Regions from separate parts of the Sus scrofa genome. Here region 2 is linked to region 1. Evidence: chromatin contacts called from public Hi-C data. All regions are on one chromosome and are shown on one strand. Each heading gives the region's core, a stretch centred on a gene start, on an enhancer-like site or on the middle of the called end of the contact. The rest is flanking DNA. Distances are from core to core; before and after follow the strand shown.

Evidence for each region. Hi-C and Micro-C count contacts between places; a contact is called where the count stands out from the background.
Region 2: a contact with region 1 is called in a Hi-C map of heart right ventricle, with 4 times the contacts expected there. The contact joins the promoter of YY1 here to the promoter of CCDC85C in region 1. A contact is called at or near these places in 4 of 47 Hi-C or Micro-C datasets (heart right ventricle, mesenteric adipose tissue, omental adipose tissue and 1 more).

What each region holds. Positions count from the first base shown.
Region 1 is chr7:120,593,516-120,600,665 of Sscrofa11.1, forward strand. It overlaps CCDC85C (coiled-coil domain-containing protein 85C), which reads right to left and starts at 3,894. Exons shown (of 6, transcript XM_021099688.1): 1 at 3,002-3,894. The coding sequence starts at 3,803.
Region 2 is chr7:121,128,562-121,135,711 of Sscrofa11.1, forward strand. YY1 (transcriptional repressor protein YY1) reads left to right here and starts at 3,607. Exons shown (of 5, transcript XM_021099699.1): 1 at 3,607-4,377. The coding sequence starts at 3,708. It overlaps DEGS2 (sphingolipid delta(4)-desaturase/C4-monooxygenase DES2), which reads right to left and starts at 3,051. Exons shown (of 4, transcript XM_021099703.1): 1 at 2,949-3,051.

The DNA.
Region 1 (7,150 bases), core at 2,644-5,143:
TTCTTTCATGAGAATCCTTGGAAAAAATAAGGATTCTCAGAGTTCCCGTCGTGGCACAGTGGTTAACGAAGCCACTAGGAACCATGAGGCTGCGGGTTCGATCCCTGGCCTCGCTCAGTAGGTTGAGGATCCGGCATTGCCGTGAGCTATGGTGTAGGTCGCAGATGCGGCTCGGATCCTGCATTGCTGAGGCTGTGGCGTAGGCCAGCAGCTGTAGCTCCGATTAGACCCCTAGCCTGGGAACCTCCATATGCCGCGGGAGCAGGCCAAGAAGAGGCAAAAAGACCAAAATAAATAAATAAATAAGGATTCTCACAACTGCTGAGGCTGGCTGTGTGCTGACCCTGACCTCCCTCGACCCCCCAGAGATGAAGGGGGCACTCTGGGTTTCGCCCCCCACTCCACCAAAGAAGTTAAGTACCTTGCCCCAGAGGAGAGGAAAGAGTGGAGATTTGAACACGAGACAGTCTGAGCCCTCTGGGTAATGGGTTATCAACCATCTGCTCTGTGGTCACGGATAAGGAAGTGACACTTCCCAGCATGGGAGAAGGAGGGCAAGCCTGGGTCGCGAATCAAAAATAAGGAGTCAGCAGTGTCTGCTGATGAAAATTATCAGCCAGAATGACAACGGGCTGGAGATGCAAGCCAGCCCCAGGCTGGGGCACCAGAGGACCCCTGGGCACCACCCAGGCACCTGGAACTGAGACCGTTCAATCTCAGCTGCTCTCCTGGGAAATGCTCAGAACCTCAGTGTCAAGTGGGGATGGCACTGCCTGCTAGGGTTCTTGTGAGAGTGAGCAGAGAGCGAGGATCCCAGACGCAAGCCTGGTGTCTGACTCCACTTTCGCCACCACCCCGCCTGAGATGTGGCATCATTCTCATCTCCAGCTCCGGCACCACTCACCTGAAAACCACAGGTTCAAGTCCAGAAAGGGGGTTTCTAAGAGAAAGGCCTTTCCTCGCTTCCATGCACCCCACCCTTATTACTGTGAGAACATCTCAAGGCCATGTTAGACTTTCAAGAAACTAAACGACAACAACCCCACCTACAACTGAGATTTGTGATAATAAGGCCCAATTTTTATTTCACCCCAAACACAAAGCTTTGCCACCACAAAACCTGCAGCAGTCTGGTTCCAAGGGTGCCTGGGCTTTGGGGGAGCATGGATTCTGCAGGAAAACTCTGCAACTCCACCCTGTCCCCCACCCCCAATGGGGCAAGAAAGCTCAGGTGGAACGGTTCACTGCAGCAGTGAAATCCTGAGCCAGGCAGGGGCTGCGTCTCCTTGTCCAAAACATGACTGAACTTCTCTGCAAATAGGCTCTGACATTCCAGCACTTCAGTGCCCTGCAGAGAATCACTCTCGCCAAGTGTCACTGATGACGCAGCTGAAAACCAGAAACATTTCATTTCCCAGCCACAGACGGGACTGGAGCCATATCCTGCTCCACACTGCACTTGGGGAAACCGAGGCCCAGAAATCCGAGCCTCCCAAGGCCTCCCAGAAGGTGAGGCCACAGAGGGTGGGACCGGGACTCCGCACCTCCCAGAAGGTGCCACCCTAAGGAATTAAACAGCCCAACTTTGAGCTACTCCCACTGGCCTTAAGGAGCCTGCGGTGGGAGGGGTGGTGGATACAGGGTTACAAAGAGAAACCCAAGTTGTAGCCTTAGATTGCTAATCAGTAACAAAATATCCCTAGAAGCCCAGTCCTGCCCTGAACTCAGGGGCTGGGAAGGTAAATAAATGAAAAACTCTGTTGGACTAGCAACACACATCCCCTCCAGGGCCAGGTCCCACCCCAGCCCCCACCCCAAGGCACCTGCAGAGGCCACTTGGCCACCAACCCAAAGAGAGAGGACCCCGTCCCCATCCCCACCCGCAGGCTGTCACTCTCATTTGAGGCCTAGATACATTTTCTACCAATTAGGAAAGCCTTTAAAGGGAACCAGAAAGGGCTGTTTAATCTCCACCTTCAGGCAAATAGTTTAGGCGGCAGCAACTGCCACCACAAGTAGGAGCCAAGCCACCAAAAATGTAGAAGGACAGGGATGCAGGAGTGAGGCGGCGGCAGCGGTGTGAGGGAAGAGGGGGAGCCACTGATCAGAGGGCTGGGAAGTGGGGGGGCCTGCTCTGCTCCTACAGAGCCCTCTGCCCTGGGCCCAACAGTCACAAGGGTGTGGAAGACAGTAGCTGAGCTTTCCTGAGGCCAAAGGTCCTCCCGCCCACACCCAGGACGCCAGCCACCAACCGTGCCACTTCCTGCAAGGTGACCAACAGTTTCACAAATCCCGCAGAGGCTTTTATCTCCACCTCAAATCCAGGAGGTGGGGATTATCGGCTCCATTCTATAGATAAGGAAACTGAGGCAGGCGGGTGGGAAAAGCCAGGATCCATTCCAAGCCCATATTCCTCTGGAACGTCTGAGAGCCTCAGCTGAGAAAGTGCAGGACTAATAGCAAACCAGGAAGGTTCTTAGCTCCCAGGACGCTGGCCCGGCTGCCTGTGCTCCCTCCCAGCCGCAGGCAGCGCCAAGAAGCCCAGGTGGAATTCCAGCCCCAGCGCACAGGTGAACCTGCTCAGGTTTGGGGCTGCCTGTTGCTCCAAATTAAGAGGGAAAATTTTACTTCCGCTAAGAAAGGCCCTTCTTTTTTTCCCAATAAAAACTTCCCACTCTAGGACAAGGGCTTCCAGGCACAGATTCGGCATCTCTAACCAGCCCTACAGTGCCAAACTCTGATACCGATAACTTCGCAGGAGAGAAACTTTTCTGGGATCTGGCGGTCCCGGCCCGCTGCGGATTCTGGAGTGGGGCAGGGACACGCCTGCATCACTTCACCAGAAAATCACCGCTCAAAACCCCACTGCGGATGGGCTCGGGATCTCCCTGCCCAGAGTCGATGCCAGCTGGGGGGGGAGGGGGCTAAAGTGGGGGCCGCCGCGCGCGGGGGAAGGGGCTCTGGGCCCGAGACCCGCGCTGCCGGCCGGTGCCGTCCTTACCGTGCAGACCGTTGGGGATGCTTCGGTGGTGTGGCGGCGCCGACAGGTCGTCCAGGGACCTACGCGTGGCGACCGCCTTGCCGTCGGGGGCCTTGTGCGGCCCTGGGGGCAGCAGCGGGGGCGGGACATGGTGGTGGTGGTCTGGGCTGCCGCCGCTGCCGGCGCTCGAGGTGCTGCTGCCATCGCCCACGTCGCGGGTGCCCGCGCCCGCCGCGCCTCCCGCCAGCGGCCCGCTCAGGCTGGCCTGGCTGTCGATGGAGCTGCGGGAGCCCGCGCCGCCGCCGCCGCCGCCCGCGCCGCCAGGGCCGCCCGCCAACGCCGCGCGCTCCTCGTCCAGCAGCAGCACCAGCTCCTTGAGCTCTAGGTTCTCGCGCAGTAGGGCCTCCTGGCGCGCCTCGAGCTCGCGCAGCTTCTGCTGCGAGCGGGCCACCTCGTGCCACACGGCACCGGCCGCGTGGCGCCCGAAGCGCTGCCACTCGCGCGCCAGCTTGCGCCCCTTCTGCCGGTCGTCGTCGAGGAAACAGCAGAGCTCGCGCAGCTCCTGGTTGTCGTCCTGCAGCCGCTGGTTCACGTCCTTGAGGCCGCGGATCTCCAGCAGGTGCTGCTGCAGCCGCCGGTTCACGTCGCGCATCAGGCCGCCGTGCTCAAGCATGAGGCCCACCTTCTCGCCCTCCGCGCGCCGCAGCCGCCGCGCCAGCTCCTCCTTGCTCCAGCGCAGCAGCTCCTCGTCCGGCACCTGGCTCAGCTCCTCCGACGCCGCCGCCGCCGCCGCCGCCGCCGCCGCCGCCGGGGGCTTCGCCATGGCGGGGCCGTCACCACGGCATCGCCCGTGCCCTCGCCCGGCCGGCGCTCCCCGTGCCGGGGCTGCGCTGGGCCGGTCCGTGCGCGGGCGGGGGGCGGCCGGGGGCGCGTGCGGCTGGCCCTGCGCCGCCTCGCGCGTCCTCACGTAGCGCCTGCCCGGGCCGCCCGAGAACCCGCGCGTCCCAAGGCTCGGCGAGCTGCTACCACCGCTGCGTCGGCGGCCGCCGTGCCGGGCGCTCCTCGGGCTCAGGCAAAGCAGGCGGAGGCCCGCCCCCGGCCCAGCTCCGGAGCCCCAGCCGCCCCGCCCACTCCGGGCGGGGAGGGGCGGGGCGCCGCGGTCGGGCCCCGCCTCCGAGGAAAAGAGAGGGTGGGCGGAGGGGCGGCAGGCCCCCCACGTCCTCCCCTACGCCGTGCGCCCGCCCGCCCGGCGCCTTGCCAGAGGCGCGCTCTAGACGCGGTCCCGCCCCCCCAGCCCGTCTGATTGGACCTCTCCGGGGGTGTGTGGGAGGGGCGGGGCGCACGCGGGGGACGCCACGGAGATGGTACAGTCCACCCGCCTGGCTGCCAACCCTCCCCTCTTGGCCGTTCAAGTTTCTGCGCCCGGAGGACGCGGCCTCCGCCAATCCCAGGGCTACAGGGCGCTTTTAAAATGCAGGTACGGCTGCGGGGAGGGAGACGGTGGGAAAGGTAGGGCAGGGCTTCCCTTAAAGGAGACGCGCGGAAATGGGCGCCCAGCCCCTTCCTGGGCTCTCGTGCCGCGCCCGCCCTTCCCCGCCCCAAATAAACAAATACCCAGGATCCGGAGGACAGCTCCCCTTCTCCCTCCCGGGGGCACCAGAGTCCAGCTTAGTCTGAGATACGACGGACAATAGGACACTTGACACGGGGGTCGCTCTCTCCGGCGGCAGATCGGCTCTTTGTCCCCTTCCCTGCCCCCGGCTCCTCCGCCCTCGTCCCCACCCCCGTCCCCTGCCGGAGCGCGCAGAGGTTGCTGCGTTTCCACTTCAGCGCAGGGCTGTGGCTCCGGCGCCTAAGCACCGGGATGGCCAGGGCCTCGCCAACAGCCCCCGAGCACTGTCTGTACCCTCTTCCCTGCCCCGAGGTGACGAGGGCGCTGGAACACACGCCATTCCCCCGGTCCCAGAATTCGGGAGAGAATCAGGGATTCGCGACTTAGAGCCCACTGGGTAGGGTGGAGAAAGGTCTCCCACTGGGATCTTAACTCGAGGGACGCCGAGTCGTTGGCAAAAAACCCTCCCCACCAGCCAGCCTCGCCCGGCACCCGAGCCTTCCCACTGGCTGTGAGTCCATCTCGTTATCCTCGCGTCCCAAAAGCGCATTTACAGCGCGTCTGCCGCCAGCCTGGCGGAGGGGGCGTCCCTCCCCAAGGACCACAAGAAGATAAAACCCGCGCACTCGACTGTGAGCGCCACGGCCCGGAGCGCGCGCCCGCACAACAGCTGATGTCCCCACTTACAGTTGCTCAGCCGTTCACTCGACAATTGTGTATAGCACCTAGTCTAAGCCAGGCCTGATCTGGACAACTGGGGGATTCTGGTGGGGACAACTTTGCACTCTGCGGGGGCCGAGGGGGCGGGGAGAAGATAATAAACAAACTATATAACTGTGAGTGTAATAAGTGCAGTGCAGGGAATTAAGACAAGCTGCTGTCGCAGAAAGTGATTATCAGTTACTTTAGATCCCGTGGTCAGGGAGGACCTCAGAGGAGGTGTGTCTGAGCTGATGTCTGAGTGACAAGAGGGACAAAGATAAGGGGAAGGGCACTCCAGGGCAGAAGCCCTAGGGTTGGCCTGTTAGGGGCCTATTCAAGGAGGTCCAGTGGGCTGGCAGTGGGCCTGGGGTGAGAGGGGGATTCATCCAGATTCTAAGGCAGCTGGGAAAGCAGTGGGGGGTTAGCAGGATGCTAGATGACCTGATTTGCCTTTTAAGAGCTCTCTCTGGCCCGTATATGGGGAAGGGATGGGGGGTGGGAGAGTGGTCCATTCCCCAGCCTTCTGCCCTTCTGTCCACATAGATGTTCAGGAAAGACTGGTGGGGAGGGGGTGAGCTGGAGGGGCATAACTTTGAGGGTCAAGCCCCAGGGTAGCCCGAGGGTCCCCAGACTGGTGAGCCAGCTCCTGGATCCTGGGTGGAGAGGGTCAGCCACCCCACTGGGGCAGGATGCTTTGAGAGCCCAGCCGAGTTTGGTTTTGAGGAGGGAAAGGGTTCCAGTTCCCATTTGGGAAGGGAAGGCAACGTGTTTGGAGGGGTTTTTTTTGGGGGGGGGCAGTGTTTTTGCTTGTTTGTTTTTTGGTCTTGTTTTGTTTTGCTGTGGTGTTGAGCAGCAGCTTGATGTGGGATCTCAGTTCCCAGAGCAGGGATTGAACTCAGCCACAGTGGTGAAGGCACTGAATCCTAACCACTAGACCACCGAGGAACTCTTAGCCTGCAAGTCTTTCTTAGCCTCAAAAGGCCAACCAAATTAACTAGCTCCCAGGAGGCTCTCCCCAGAAGAAAGCCTGTGCAGAGAGCTGCTCCCAGGAGAGGGAGGGGTGAGCATAGAGAACACGGGTTCACTAGGGAAGTCGCAGAGGTGATGAACCCTGTGCTTGCGGGAAGCCCCCATCAATTTGTGCATGGCCCCAGGGGGTTCCTGTGGCCTGCATCTCAGTCCTTCGGTCCACCAGACTTTCCCAAAAAAATCCAATGCCTCCATCAAGATGGAGTTTGCTTGGAGATCCCGTCGTGGCGCAGTGGCTAACAACTCCGACTAGGAACCAAGAGGTTGCGGGTTCGATCCCCGGCCTTGCTCAGCGGGTTAAGGATCCGGCGTTGCCGTGAGCTGTGGTGTAGGTTGCAGATGCGGCTCAGATCCCACATTGCTGTGGCTCTGGCGTAGGCTGGTGGCTAGAGCTCCGATTCGACCCCTAGCCTGGGAACTTCCATATGCCGCAGGAGCAGCCCTAGAAATGGCAAAAAAAAAAAAAAAAAAAAAGCCCAAGCAGGCAGCCCCTCCTGTGATGGGTGGTTTTCGTCTGCCTCCTCTCACCACCCCCCCGACCCCCTTCACTCCCACATCCCCATGATGTAAGCTCCCACTCTTCTCTGGGACCCTCAGGGCTTGGCCTGGATGGCACCCCGGGCATCTGCAGCTGCACCATTTACCTCAGACACCCCTGGGCCACACCCACATGCCCCCTGCCCCCCCCCAGCCTCCAGATGCCCTGCCCACCAGGCCTGGGCTGCAGCCCTCTGCCCAGTGTCTACAACCAGCAATGCTGCCCCTCCCCAGCCTGCCTCTGCAGAGAGCAGAGACCAGTCCCTGGTGCCTGAATATTTCATGCTCTG
Region 2 (7,150 bases), core at 2,357-4,856, 530 kb after region 1:
CTGAGGAGACATTCAAAGAGCTGTGGGTAACAGTCCACCCCTTTGTCCTGTGAGGTCCTGCGCAGGCCACATCCCCTGCAGGATATTCAGCACACCTCCCCAGCCACCATTAGTGAGCTCACTTCTCAGAGAGTCTAGAAACTTCACCCAACTCTAATGATCCTTCCAATCTTCTACTTTCTTCTATAGCTGTTGACATTCCTTTTCTGGTGGATTGGAAAGTTTGTACAAAGTTGGAGCTTTTGAGACACTTGAAATGGTCAAGCGCTATTACACAGAACCTCTCTGTCAGAGCCTCCATTTTTTGATGAACCAAAAAGCAACCATCCCATGCACCGAGCTGCAGACAGAACCAGCCGCAGTCTCTGCTCTCAGAGTTGGAAGCGTAAAAGCTCGCAGACCTAGGTGTAAAATACCAAGTTTAATCACGTGGCATTAGTCATTTGTCTTGTTGCCAAATCAAAGGGACTCTAGAAGTTCAGAGGGAAGGCTCGCTGGTTCAATTTGCTACAACCAAACAGAACAGAATAAAATGCTCTGGAACTACTCTTTAACCTGCTTTTTTTTTTTTTTTTTGTCTTTTTGCCATTTCTTGGGCTGCTCCCGCAGCATACAGAGGTTCACCGGCCTACGCCAGAGCCACAGCAACGCGGGATCCAAGCCGAGTCTGCAACCTACACCACAGCTCACGGCAACGCCGGATCCTTCACCCACTGAGCGAGACCAGGGAATGAACCTGCAACCTCATGGTTCCTATTCAGATTCGTTAACCACTGCGCCACGACAGGAACTCCTAACCTATCCTTTTATTTTATTTTCATCTCTAGCCGCCCTGAGGCACATGGAGTTCCAGGGCCAGGGATCAGATCCGAGCTGCAGCAACGCTGTGGGATCCTTTAACCCACTGTGCTGGGCAGGGATGGAACCTAAGTCCTGGTGCTACAGAGACATCCCCAATCCCCGGTTGCGCCACCATGAGAACTCCATTTGTTTACTTATTTATTTATTGGCTGTGCCCAGGGCATATGTAAGTTCCCAAACTGGAGAGCGAACCCACACCTCAGCAACGACCTGGGCTGCTGCAGTGACAACGCCGGATCCTTAACCCACTGCCCCACAAGATAAAACTCTCAATGTGTCCTTTTAAATGGGGTTGCAGCAAATGCGAGCAGGCCAGAGCCAAGACAGCACAGTGTCTTTGCATGTTGGTCCATAAGCTACTCCCGAGCAAAAGAGGGAGTTGAGACTAACTGCCACCACAGAAAACTCAGGCCTACCTAACAGATCACCTGCTCTGGGGCAATTTTTAAAAGCTCTTCTTGTAGTAGGTGCTTGGGCTAACCCTGAGGAGCAGCTTGGCACCTTCTCCCAGGACCTTTCCTGACAGGTGAACCTTTTTAGCGATCTCCAAATGACTGTCAAGTCCACAGATCACGATTCAGAAGCCAGTTCACCCAACTGGGTACCTCCCCCCTTTCTCTTGTACCTATGGGGAAGTACCAACCACATACAGAGACATCCTCCCATCAATTACTAGAGAGTGGGGAAAGTGAAATTAATTAAGTCCCCTAAAAATTCTCCCACAACTGGTTTTCATTTGCGAAATATTTACGCAGAATTTATAAGCTATGAAGTCAGAAACGATTTAGTTCAACAGGCTTGATTTCAGCAAACTGTGTGGGTGCAGCAATCTAAGATTACTCAGGATTTAAAACTCAGATTCAAAGAGACAATGATCCGGTTTTTCACTTCATATACTAAGATTCTCAAATATCAAGTTCAATGCCATTTAAAAATGAAACTAAATGAAATTGACAAAACCACTCTTTAATCAAAACATATAAACCGTGCTCTAAGTTCTCAAAAAGACACCCGCTTGTTACAAGTGGAATCTAACACTGACATAGGACAGTTCAGAATAATCATGGTATTCACTTGCAAGAACACTACTGCAAAAAACAAGTATAAACGTTGAAAATACACACGTTCAAAAAATTCACACAGCCGTTCAATTGGCCCAACGAGTAACAAAGACACACCTTCGCAGCTTTTCGTGATTTTCTTCCCTAAAAACCAGTTATTTCTAATGCTTCAAACACAAAGTCAGGACGACCAAATAAAGACAAAACCACCTTCATCAAGGTTTAATTTGCCGCTAATTAGTGCCAAGAAAAACATACGCTCTGCTGCAGGTATAAAGGAGAACAGGGAGGGAAAACTGGGATTTTGAACAAGAGGACAAATGCAAAGCCTGGTGGGCAAAGGAGGAGCATCTACGCAAGTGAGAAACAGGTGAAGACGGTGGTCGAGAGAAACAATGGTTGGCTGGAGAGCGAAGGGGAGGCTCAGAGGGAAATTTTAGAAAGCCGCAGAGAGCCAAGCTCCAGGACCAGCGGCCGGGATCCGGCAGTTCTAAGATCTACGGGGAAGCAGGCACCCAACGGCTCGGTCTCAGGTTTCCGCGGGTCACAAAAGGATAACGGACATCCTCCCAACGGTGGACCTGGGGGCTCCGCGCGCCGCTTCCGCTCGACCGCCCCGCCCCGCCCCGCGTGCAGCCCACCTGCGCTCGGCCCCGGACCCAGCGGGGCCCGGGGACCGGTGCTCGCAGCGCGATGCTGGCCTGTGGCCACCGGCGAACACCTTCCTCTGCTGCTCGCTCGCCCGCCTTTGTTCGCCTGGACCTCCTCCCTCACTCGGTCGCCATCGCCTGCCCGAAGCCAGGCAGGAATCAAGAGCAAAAGCTGCCCGACGCGAAAAAGGAGGCACAGGCGTTTCTCTTCAAAGCAGACTTTATTGGGGCGCCGGGGCAGCCCCGCGCGCCCACCCGCTCCCCTCCGCGACCCCCGGGCCGCCCACCCCCCAGGACCCCGGGCTCGGCCGCCCCGCCCAGCCCCGCCCCTCAGGCCCCTTCCCACGCGGCGCCGGGTGCCGCGCGGACCGCTCACCGGCTCCCGAAGCGGCGGCTGCAGCGTCGACACCCCGCTCTAGAGTGCGGCCCGGGTCCGGGGCGGCGGGTTTTGCTGCTGTTGCACCGCGAAGGGCGGGAGCCGCACGACTCGCGGCGGCGGTGGCGGCGGCGGCGGCGCGCTGACGTCACGCGCAGCGGCCAGCCAGCGCGCGCGGGGGCCGTCCCGTCGGCCCCAATCCGGGAGGAGCCCGGGTTGAGTGGGCGGGGCGGCAGCGGCGAACGGGCAGACCGATTGGCAGAGGAGGAGGAGCGAGAGAGCGAGCAAGCGAGTTAGGAGCGAGGTGGGGCGGGCCGAGGCCGCACGGAAGTCTCGCGAGGCCAAGCCTGAGCGGAGTGTGGCGGCGGCGGCGGCGGCGAGATCTGGGCTCAGGGTGAGGAGTTGGTATTTGTGTGGAAGGAGGCGGAGGCGCAGGAGGAAGGGGGAAGCGGAGCGCCGGCCCGGAGGGCGGGAGGAGGCGCGGCCAGAGCGGGCGGCCGAGGCGCGGCGCGGCGGGGCGCCGGGGCGAGCAGCGGCCGAGCGAGCGCGGGGCGCACCGAGGCGAGGAGGCGGGGAAGCCCGCCGCCACCGCCGCCGCGCCCGCCCCTTCCCCCCGCCGCCCGCCCCCTCTCCCCCCGCCCGCCCGCCCGCCGCCTTCCTCCCTCTGCCTTCCTTCCCCACGGCCGGCCGCCTCCTCGCCCGCCTGCCCGCAGCCCCGGAGCTGAGGCCGCCGCGGCCGTGGCGGCCGAGCCCTCAGTCATGGCCTCGGGCGACACCCTCTACATCGCCACGGACGGCTCGGAGATGCCGGCCGAGATCGTGGAGCTGCACGAGATCGAGGTGGAGACCATCCCGGTGGAGACCATCGAGACCACGGTGGTGGGCGAGGAGGAGGAGGACGACGACGACGACGAGGACGGCGGCGGCGGAGACCACGGCGGCGGGGGCGGCCACGGGCACGCGGGCCATCACCACCACCACCACCACCACCACCACCCGCCCATGATCGCGCTGCAGCCGCTGGTCACCGACGACCCGACCCAGGTGCACCACCACCAGGAGGTGATCTTGGTGCAGACGCGCGAGGAGGTGGTGGGCGGCGACGACTCGGACGGGCTGCGCGCCGAGGACGGCTTCGAAGACCAGATCCTCATCCCGGTGCCCGCGCCGGCCGGCGGCGACGACGACTACATCGAGCAGACGCTGGTCACCGTGGCTGCGGCCGGCAAGAGCGGCGGCGGCGGCTCGTCGTCGTCGGGCGGCGGCCGCGTCAAGAAGGGCGGCGGCAAGAAGAGCGGCAAGAAGGGCTACCTCGGCGGCGGGGCCGGGGCGGCGGGCGGCGCGGACGCGGGCAACAAGAAGTGGGAGCAGAAGCAGGTGCAGATCAAGACCCTGGAGGGCGAGTTCTCGGTCACCATGTGGTCCTCAGGTGAGCGCCGGCGCGCGCCGGCCCCCGGGATGTTTTTGTTTTGAAGGGAAGCCATGTTTTATGTGTGTGATGGGCGCCGCCATCTTCTTCGCAGGGCAAGTATGGCGGCCCCAAAAGATGGCGGGCCGCGGCGGGGGCGGCGGGCGGCGGGCGGCGGGCCGAAGATGGCGGCGGAGGCGCGGCGCCGCCCGCTAGGCCGCAATGGCGTAGTTTCCCCGGGCGGGGCGGCCGCGCGGCGCGGGGCGGGGCGCGCGGGGCGGGGCGCGCTCGGGCCAACGGACGCCCCGCCGGCCCGTTGTCCGCGGCCCCCGCCCGCGTGTGCGTCCGCGGGGCGGCCGCCCTCGAGGCCCCGGGGCGCGGGCAGGGCGTTGGCGGGGCTGCGCGGCGTGGACCTCGCGCCGGGCGGGCCGCGCCTTTCCGTGGCCTGCCGCTGGGGGGCGTCCCTGGGGCCGCGCCGCCCCCCGCCCCTTCCCGGGAGCCTCGACTGCTCCCGGGAGGCGCCTTCCGAAGGGGGCGGAGGCGCCGGCCGCGCTCGCCTCGGCGGGGCGGGACCAGGGCGGCGCGCGGCGCTCGCGTCGGGCTCGGCGCCCGCAGGGCCTGTCACCGCGCGGCGGCCGAGGTCCCCGCTCCTGCTGCCGCCGCGGCGCCGGGCCGGGAGGGCCCGCGGGGATCGTAGCCGACGGCGAGCCCTGGGCTCGCGGAAGTTTGGTTTTCTTCGGCCCGGGGCGCTTTGCGCACGGGCCGGTTGGCTGCACAGCGAGGCGCGCTTGCCACTGCGTCGGTAGACTCGAGCGCTTCGTGGACGTTTCCTCTTGTGTTTGACCTGGTGGAAAGCGCCTTGTTCTCCCCGTGAAAAGAGGGTCCGCCAGGCGTCTTTCTGCAATTTCAGTACTGCTTTGAATGAAAGCCAGAAAAAATAGAGCAAAAGAGATTTATCTGCACATGTAAATCTCTTTGTTTTTCCTTTGTAACTGTGGAAGGGCTTTTTGTTTGTTTTTGCTGTGATTTTGTTACTTGATGCAAAGATTATCTGGTTAAACTGCTGGAATAGTAAATAAGACTGAGAATAATCCTGTCGTAAGTAGTTAACCTAGGACCTGTGGTGATTGGATTTAAGCTGTAGAATGGCCTACCCCATGGTTACTCCACCGCTGTTCAGTGAATTCTCAGAATTGGATGGAGCTTGGAAATGTGCACTTTGAGTATTAAAGGGTTTCTGGAATTCACAGGAACGAATAAAATAAGCCAAAAGGCTGGACTGAGAAGCTGGTCTGGTGGTATCTCCTGAAAGCCCCAAGTTGAGATAACTAAGGCAGAAGGGATCTGTGACTCACGACTGAGCAAAGGAATGGAGTTTCTGTCAAAATGCAATAGCAGTTGCTGACAGGCTCTATTCTGGGTTTCCGAAGACCTTGCAGAGCTCAGTAACTTCAGCAGGAGCTGTATGTTTAAATGAAATGTATGTTTCAGCACTTAAAAGGTTCTGTATACATTCTGGTGTGCAGAATGATTGCACACTATTCATGTTGGAGCTAAAAGTCGTATTTTTCTGTTATTAATAGGAATGGAATAATGGAGGGGGTGTTAGTTATTGATGAGTTTGCTGAATTCAAAGATATCATTTGAAATTGGATGTTTAGGTAAAGATACATTTATTACATAAAGCTTAGGTTTACTCTTTTTCATGATATGGTTGTGTTACCTCCACTGTAGTTCAGAACAGTGGGATGTTTTATATATTCTGCACTTGATTTTACCAGATTGCTACCCCACTTTTCCATACCAAGAAAACTTTGTGATGAAGGCTTTACTTGAATGTATCAAAATTAGGTTAAAAGTCATTATTTCCTCTGTGCAAGTGGTTGCTCATAGGCTTGTGCAGTTTGGGGGTATTTTAAGGTCCATTTCTTTTTTCTTTTTTGGCTGCCCCTTGGCATATCGAGTTCCCAAGCCAGGGATCAGCTCTGAGCCGCAGTTGCGGCAGTATCAGATCCTTAACCCACTGCGCTGGCCTGGGGATCAAACTTGCGTCCCAGCACTGCAGAGACACCGTCGATGCCATTGCACCACAGTGGGAACTCACTGTCCCTTTCTTTAAAGAGTTAGTTGTCTGGCATGTTGCAGTACTCTGCACAAAGGTGGTTGTAAATATTTGATGGTAATAACGCAGTAAGGAAGTTTTCTCAGACATGTTTTGTGGTAAACTATTCCCTTTCCTTATTCTTGTGGTTTGGACTGTTACCAAAGAGAAGCTAAATGGTTCGTGATTAACTGTCCATGTCCCAAGTTCAAATTCTACATATAGTTTCATCTTCAGAACCGAAGTAAGGAGATAATTGATAACAGGCAAAAAAAAAAAAAAAAAAAAAAAAAACCAAAGCAAGTTATTTGTTAAGCTAAGTTTCTATTTGTAGGAGTTCCCCCTACGGTGCAGTGGGTTCAGAACCTGTCTGCAGCAGCTGGGGTCGCTGCTGGTGCAGGTTTGATCCCTGGCTGGGCACAGTGAGTTAAAACCATCAGCCGTTGCCACAGCTGTGGCTCAGATTCCACCCTTGGCCCTGGAACTTGCCATATGCTGTGGGTGGCGCCATTAAGTGAATAAATAAGTAGAATTATAAAAGGTGAAGGAATGTCTCTGTGTGTGTGTTGACTGGTAGGCCATGTGCACAGGGCTTTCACACACTTGATCACATTTGATCCTAGACTTAAGAGTTTAAAACCATCTCAGCCTAAGCTCGAACTTAGTTAATCAGAAGTCTTTATAAAAATAGTG